Regions from separate parts of the Mus musculus genome. Here regions 2 and 3 are each linked to region 1. Evidence: chromatin contacts called from public Hi-C and HiChIP or PLAC-seq data. All regions are on one chromosome and are shown on one strand. Each heading gives the region's core, a stretch centred on a gene start, on an enhancer-like site or on the middle of the called end of the contact. The rest is flanking DNA. Distances are from core to core; before and after follow the strand shown.

What was found. Hi-C and Micro-C count contacts between places; a contact is called where the count stands out from the background. HiChIP or PLAC-seq counts read pairs in DNA pulled down with a chosen protein or histone mark.
Region 2: a contact with region 1 is called in an H3K4me3 HiChIP or PLAC-seq map of the 230-238 cell line, with 19 read pairs. The contact joins the promoter of 2310001H17Rik here to the promoter of Clec2f in region 1. A contact is called at or near these places in 1 of 39 promoter capture datasets (embryonic stem cells), 3 of 15 datasets of contacts at CTCF or cohesin (the NIH/3T3 cell line, large pre-B cells and pro-B cells), 2 of 484 Hi-C or Micro-C datasets (bone marrow-derived macrophages and embryonic stem cells), 7 of 115 datasets of contacts at active chromatin or transcription factors (the 230-238 cell line, acute myeloid leukemia, bone marrow-derived dendritic cells and 3 more) and 4 of 9 other capture datasets (adipose tissue, embryonic stem cells, liver and 1 more).
Region 3: a Hi-C map of liver shows a contact between it and region 1, with 10 times the contacts expected there. The contact joins the promoter of Clec2d here to the promoter of Clec2f in region 1. A contact is called at or near these places in 8 of 39 promoter capture datasets (the C10 cell line, HPC-7-derived erythroid cells, cranial neural crest and 3 more), 14 of 484 Hi-C or Micro-C datasets (LSK cells, brain, cardiomyocytes and 6 more), 9 of 115 datasets of contacts at active chromatin or transcription factors (the 230-238 cell line, embryonic basal ganglia, embryonic stem cells and 3 more) and 3 of 9 other capture datasets (adipose tissue, embryonic tail and macrophages).

The regions. Positions count from the first base shown.
Region 1 is chr6:129,012,784-129,015,387 of GRCm38.p6, forward strand. It overlaps Clec2f (C-type lectin domain family 2, member f), which reads left to right and starts at 1,329. Exons shown (of 5, transcript NM_001277202.1): 1 at 1,329-1,438. The coding sequence starts at 1,351.
Region 2 is chr6:129,237,190-129,239,793 of GRCm38.p6, forward strand. It overlaps 2310001H17Rik (RIKEN cDNA 2310001H17 gene), which reads right to left and starts at 1,293. Exons shown (of 4, transcript NR_040268.1): 1 at 1,247-1,293; 2 at 550-655.
Region 3 is chr6:129,179,300-129,181,903 of GRCm38.p6, forward strand. Clec2d (C-type lectin domain family 2, member d) reads left to right here and starts at 1,316. Exons shown (of 5, transcript NM_053109.3): 1 at 1,316-1,448. The coding sequence starts at 1,382.

The sequences.
Region 1 (2,604 bases), core at 79-2,578:
TCTGTTAGGCTTTTAGAGATTCTGTCTGTCTTAAACTTTAAGTATATTAACAATTAGCAGACTTCTGACAAGATCGAGGGCTAAATAGATTGGTCATATCTGAATAGAGCACACCATAATTTAATGGCAGTAGCAAAAATCACTTACAAGGCAGGATAGGAATGAACATCTTAATCATTAAGTAACTTTGACAGGTTGTTAGTATAGAAAACACACTTTGCATTAGCAGAGAAACATTTGGCTCTGCATTAGAGAAACACTTGGCTTAGATTGGTGTAGAGGACCAGAATGTAAGGGAATAAGAAAGCTGGCAGCAGTGGCATAAGGTCATGGTGACAGAAAGTGAGTTTTTTCAGGCGGGTTCAGGCCTGTGACACAAGCTGAGCTGGCAGACAAGCTGTGGGAACAGGCTAGTCTGTGGAGCAAGAGACAAGCTTGAGAGCTGGAACCATGGGGGACATTTACTTTGACCAGTGGGGGAGGCAGCTTACCAGTTCCTCAGGGTCTTATTTTTTTCCTGCTTCTCTCATGCAATCTCTCCTTCTCTCATCTCATAGCCTGGTTCAGTCTACTTTCTCTTCCTACTCTGGACCCTTCCAGATTCCTCTGGCTGTACTTTCCCCCACATCTAGAATAGAAACCTCTCCTTCAACCATGCCTTGAACAGTCATGTCTTCCTTTCATTCACCCTCAGGAGGGCCACTATAGAGAACAGTTTTGGCTCCCAGACAGTTTGTATAGGAATAATGTTTTGTATGTTGTGGAAAGTTTATCCTGGGGTTATTAAAACGCTGATTTCTCTGACCTCATATCTTGTTTCAATCCAGACATGACATTGTAATGCTTATACCAAGACTCTCCTGCATCAAGATCTTGTAAACAGTTCTAACCATTTACTCTCTGCCTTGGCAATAAATACTGATCACACGCTGTGGAATGAGTGTTGTACTCTTCTGAGATTTACTTATCAAGTGAGCCTGAGGCCAGCCACAACTACACAGTGAAATCCAATTCTGAAATAAACACTTGCTTTAAAATTAAAAGCTGTTTGCTTTGTCAAATAATACAGCCTTTAGCAATTCTGATTATTTTATTTGCAGTATACTACATTCAGTGTCTCAATCCCCTCTCCTAGTTTTCGATCCTGTTTTTCAAAACAAAACAACAACAAAACACACAAAAATAGCCCCCCAAATCCTCCGTGTGTTGTGTGAGTGGGTGAACAAAACCTGAAAACCTTCATGTGCTGTGGGTATTCTGCTGGAAAGTATGAGTAAACAAGCCACAGGATGGTTGGGATTGTTAATTCTTCCTCCCTGGTTTCATTTGCAGTAGAGACTCAGCTCAGAGATGACAGCCTCACAGGACGAAGTGGCTCACGAGAGATTGCTGAATACAGAGGTCACTACCACAGACCACCTAGAAAATGGAGAAACAGGTATTTATTTAATGCAATTTGAAACAAACTAGAAAGGCAGAGAGCAGCGTCACCATGGTCTCACAGAGAAGCAGAAACTCCTGCTCTTTAGCCTGTCTGGGCAGGTCTCTATAGATGTGAAGGTGCCTGGAGGCCTCTGATATCAGTTACTCTGTTGACTCTGTTGCGTTCATTGTGATGGAATGCTACTGTGATGGCTAAAATTATGTTTTAAGTTTTAACTACTGTATCTAAGATATCTATAAAACTAAAAAAAAAACCCTCAGATAATCCTGTAGGGCCCCTTGGTCAAGGATGGAACGCTTCAAGCTGTTCATGTAAGAGAACAAGACACATATTTTCAGTTCCCTAAAGAGAGCAAGTGAGTGGCAGTTAGAATTTCTCAGCAGAAAACCACTGCTCTGTGGTCAGATTCTCCAAATAAACTGCAAACTAGGTGGGTTTTGTTGTTGTTCTAAGTTTTAGTGGTGATGCTGGTGTTGTGTGGCTATTTAGAGGTCAGAGGACAGCTGTGTGTAGTTTGCTGCTCTTGTTGCTTTCAGCATGTTCTAGGGTTTGAACTCAGATCACTGGGCTTGAACAGCAAGCACCTTTACCCCGCGAGCCATCTTGCAGCCCCAAGAGAAACTGCTTTTTCTGCAAAATGCTTTAAGGGATACTTATACTGTCCAGAAAGTTCCAGGATTTTTGAGAACAGCAGGCTGAGGACTATTTAGCCAGAATAAGAAATGGGGAGCTCCAAGCATACAGCCCAGTTTTTCTTTTCCAATCATTTCCTTCAGAACTCATTTTGGGGCCATTTGAGTTGTTATAAGATATGAGTTAATTCATAAACCTACTGGAAACACTCACAGATTTTAAATATAAACACAGGTATTGTCACATTCATTTTGTGGATATCCACATATCCACAAAGACTAGGAAGACAAGGGCATGTGATAAAGGGGGTCTCATTTTTACAAAATTCTAAACTGTTTTCTTGTTTTTCTTCCAAAGCCTGGTAATATTAAGCATATTTATGCAAATTTAGCTACACATGTGTCATTTTATTCAATTTTTTGTATCATTTGAAAAATATAAGTATGTGTTCATAATGTGTGCCTATTTTTGTATAGTGTGTGTGTGTGTGTGTGTGTGTGTGTGTGTGTGTGTGTATGTGTGTGTTT
Region 2 (2,604 bases), core at 43-2,542, 220 kb after region 1:
CTTGCTACACTTAGTACACAGCTGGCGGTGGGTTGGGCTTGAAGAGTTTTTAGCCAATGAAGGAGAAGACCAAACAAATCAGGCAAGGAGACACACTAATGCACAGGTATTCCCAAAACAGTATGGGACATGAAAATCCATAAGATTATCAAATCATTGGGCCTGTAAAAGTGATACTATATGTTCTTCAAGGAAAATATGGGTGCCCTCCTCAATATCAAATTGAAAACTGTGCCAGTGTAAGAAAAGGGGGAGGGGGAGGCAAGATGCACAGTAAAAACCCCACTGCTTCTTATACTAAGAATTATCTGCTCTATAGACAATTACAGACCTAAGCAAAAGTCCTGAAACGAAGGTATCTGAGATGACTCACTGGGCTTTGCCGGGGCTACTGACCTGGGTACATTCCTGGGCCTCACATTTGACTGACACCGAAAAGTTGATCTCTAACCTTTATATGTACACACACACACACACACACACACACACACACACACACACAGTGAAATTACCAACATGTGTATGTTGAGAACTGGAGGGGCTACTCACCCTGAGAACGGAGAATCAGATGCACGGTGCTGGGAGCAAGAGAGCTGCCTTACTAGTCCGTGCAGTGACTAGCCTGAAAGCCACTGCCTTTTCAATTGTGCCACACCTGCAGATATTATCTACATGCAGCTTAACGCTCAGAAGGAGGGTCTCAACTCTCCCAGTTCTCTCCACTTCCTCCCTGCTAACTCCCCTGCCCCAGCAAAGAACACCTAGAGGGCCGCTCAGCAGTTTAAGAATGCTTGCTGCCCTTTTACCTGAAAATTTTAAGTAGTTCAGACAGCTCACTACCATCTGTTAACCCGAGTGCCGCAGCATTCAGTGCCCTCTGCTGAGCACTGGCGCACCTGCAGGCTTGCACACAGGAAGCTCCTCCCATCCTCTCCCCCTCCCTTCCCTCACACAGGAATGCAAATAAAAATATAACTTTAAAAGAACTCGAAGTGTCAACATCACGGTGTCATAAATAACACCGTGCAGAGCCCTATTTAAAATAAACAACCCTGCGGATTGTAGTGCTGCTCCCGGCTCCCTCAAAGCAAATTCTTTCATATGAAACAACAAAGTCTCATCCAACCGCATCGCTAATAACTAAAACGAAACACAAAACAAGTAAGGAGGGCATTGGTTGGAACCCGTGGGCGTCCCTGCTCCTCAAATAACTCTGAAACTCTTCCCTCAGGTATTCCCACTGTACCGAATCTGGAGATCTAAACTAGTCCTCCCTAGTCAGGTGGCGCCGGCTCCATCTCTGAGTTCTACAGGGCAGGAGCCCCAGCCTGGCAGGGCGGGGAGAGGTGGGGTGGGGCGGCACACGGGTGCCTGTCACAAGTCATATCCCGTGAAATGTGTATGTTAAGCCTCCAATTAAAACAGAAAGAGAAGAAATAATCTATCAAAAATCTAACAGACATCCCATCCCTCAGGAAAACAGTTCCATCTCCAATGGACATAAATTCTAATTAATAAACTTTTTTATTAAAAATAAAATTAATAAATAAAATTAATAAATGTTTCCGAACATCAAGACAAGGTGTGACATCCTTTCCTACCTCCTGTTTGTATCTTCTGCTTGTTGCTTGGCTTGTATCGTCCATAGTCATGACTCAAGCCAAAGATAAACTAAGTTTATAATTATAAGGTGCATTAACACACATCTCTTATTTGTTACCTCCCAGATACTCTTTCTTTTGCAAACATTTATAAGCTACTTTATATTGAAAAGTGGGTCAGGAAAACTAGTGATGTAAAGTGATGAATTTCATTTAACAGTTAATTACAATGAATTGATATAGAAAAGCTACCTCATAACTTATATGATTGTAAATCAATGCCTAAATAATTTCTTTCATGCATATACAACATTTAGTTTATATGATATTTTTCACAGATAGACATTCTATGTCCCCAAAGCTTTAAAGAGCTTTGTGAGAAAATGCTACTATACTGTGACAATTCACAGTTGATATGTAGAGAAAAAAACAAAACAAAACAAACAAACAAAAAAACAAGCCAAAAGAAAGAAAGAAACAAGCAAGCAAACAAACAAGCAAACAAACAAACAAGCAAACAAAAAACCAGACTACTTATCATTTCAGGCTTTAATTCTAGCGAAGTGATGAGATAAATCATTATGCAAGTCACATCAGCTAAAGCACACATAGACTCAGTCAAAACATCAGAGGTGTAAAAAATTCCGTGGCTAAACAAGTCAAACCAACTTTTCAAATCATGTATCAAGCAGCAATCCCTCTATCTAGTTTCTATCACACTGGGGCCGTGAGAACCATCAAGAGACTATTGAAAGAGATTCTCACCTGGACACCGCTTCTCAAAAATTCCATTTCCAGAATCACTGCAGCTACGGGATTCTGTAAGAAAATAGCCACGCTAAGAGCAATAGAAATAGAAATAGAACTATTTGCAGAGAGACACTCACAAAGTCTATTTGTACCCACCTCTCTGCCCATCTTGCATTAGTGTCTGTGTCTGCATGACTTAGAGGTCATTGTGAACTTGCTATCTCTGACTGCTGATGCTCATGCATATAGTTCA
Region 3 (2,604 bases), core at 66-2,565, 170 kb after region 1:
AGTAAGTTACAGTTGTATTTTTTCAAAGGAGATGGACTCAGGGCTTAAAAGCTCTTGCCACATAATCCTGACCATCTGGCCTGGATCACAGGAGAACAGGGCAGCAGGAGAGGACAGACTCCTACACATATGCTGTGGCATAGATATGCCCCGCTCAAGAAATAAAGTAGTTTTTTAATGGGCCAAATGGGTAACTCTCCAGTGTTTCAAATAGTTGAATGTGACTATTGGATATAAATATTTATTACGCAGTAAAATCTGTTTGGTTTTTTTGATCTCCCCAGGGTTCTCTGTTTCCCAGAACTGTTGCAGGCCTGTGATAAGAAAGGGTAAGAGGTTCAAAGCTGTTAAAAACAATGAATTCATGAAATTCTTAGACAAATGGATGGATCTGGAGGATATCATCTTGAGTAAGGTAACCCAATCAGGAAAGAACACACATGATATGCACTCACTGGTAAGTGGACATTAGCCCAGAAGCTCAGAATCCTTTTTAGAAGGGGGAACAAAATACCCATGGAAGGAGTTACAGAGACAAAGTTTGGAGCAGAGCCTGAAGGAAGAGACTGCCAGAGACTGCCCCACTTGGGGATCCATTCCATAAACAACCACCAAACCCAGACACTAGGCAGATGCCAACAAGAGCCTGCTATAGCTGTCTCCTGAGGGCCTTTGTCAGTGCCTGGCAGATACAGAAGTAGATGCTCACAGTCATTCATTGGACAGAGCACAAAGTCCCCAATGAAGGAGCTAGAGAAAGTACCCAGGGAGCTAAAGGGATCTGCAACCCTATAGGTGGAACATCATTATGAACTAACCAGTACCCCAGAGCTCTTGACTCTAGCTGCATATGTATCAAAAGATGGCCTAGTCGGCCATCACTGTAAAGAGAGGCCCATTGGACTTGCAAACTTTATATGCCCCAGTACAGGAGAACGCCAGGGCCAAAAGTGGGAATGGGTGGGCAGGGGAGTGGGGGGGGGAGGGTATGGGGGACTTTTGGAATAGCATTGGAAATGTAAATGAGGAAAATACCTAATAAAAAATATTAAAAAAAAAAAAAAAAGAAAATCCCTGTGACCTCAGTAAGGTCAGCTTGAATTATGTTTCTAAATCAGAGTGTGCTGAAAGAGAAACGAAACACAAAGTAAACCAGAAGCAAACAGGAAAGTCAGTCTCCAGATGGCGCCAGTGTGGCTCCTGACCTTGAAATGCGTTTCCCAATGAGATTTTGTTAGGCCCTGAGCCAACCAAGCGTGTGTGTATGTACAGAAAGGAGGAGCTACAGGATTAGCTAAATACTGAAACCTCCCCACGTATTTGTGCCTCTCAGCTTTCAAGTTTCAATCCTGTAGTGGAAACTCAGCTCCTCAGCTCTGAGATGTGTGTCACAAAGGCTTCCCTACCTATGCTTAGTCCCACAGGCAGCCCGCAGGAGGTAGAAGTGGGTAAGTATTCAATAGTATTTGAACCAATGGGAGGGGCAGAGAGGAGTTTCAAACAGGGCAGGAAGGCAAAAGAGTTGAACCTTGAACAAAAGATTAAGAACAGAAGGGCGTCTGTGAGCCCGTCACTGTGGGTCTGCAGAGCAGGAGAATGCAGTCGGGATTAGCTATGAGGTTGTTACATTAGTTATTCTATCGGAGCATACAATACTCGAATAGTTCTCAGGCAAGAGAAATGAGCAGCGAGTCACCTTCTAACTGCCAGAGCTGTAGCCACAGCGTTCTCGCTTTGTACTTAGCTTGCTAGTCCACTCTTCCCAGGGATCTGGTAAGTTACAGTCTGGTGGATTACATCAAATTGCTGTAGTAAACGTTTGCTTTAAGTCCCTGAGTGAAGGAAACTCAGACAACAGCTTTGCAATGTGCATAGTGGCAGAAGTTGCCTGGGAAGCTTGGAGCTTGTGTTTTGCAGATCCATTGTAATTAAAATAGAATTGTAAGGGGGTGGCTTGGGGTGGGGTGGGGGTGGGGGGCGCTGAACCTACTCAGGACCAAATCCTTTCTGTTTTGAGCTCTTGATAAGTTACAGAAAAAGAATATAATGGGGTTTCCTACTTAATTCTTCAGAAAGGAAGCAAAATTGTGTTTCTTGTGTTTCAAACTGTCTATGCTCCATTATATTGTGTTCCTTTATTTTCCTTTTCCCCCTCATTCCTGTTTCTTCACATTAATTTTTTTTTTTTTAATTTGTGGAAAGACTACTGAATTTTGAGAAAGTAAGATTGACATCTATCAAAATACAAAATTCCCAACAAATGCTAATGTTTATCACTTAAACCAAGTATTCTGAAATAATAATAATAATAATAATAATAATAAATTATAATAAATTATTATTACTGAGGATGATGATGACTGACTGACTGATTGATTGATTGATTGATTCTTTGGCAAAGTCTCATACTTTACCCCAAGCTGGCCTGGAACTCCTGCTCCCTCTGCCTCAGCAGGGTTGACTTTTTAAAATCAAATACACAAATATTTAGCCATTGGAAACATTTCCTGAGAATGTGGAGCTTCTGTCTCAAGTGCAGCTGTTGCATAGCTAGCTGCAGGCATTTTGAAGCCTGTCTTGTGAATGTGGAGCTCCTGTCTCAAG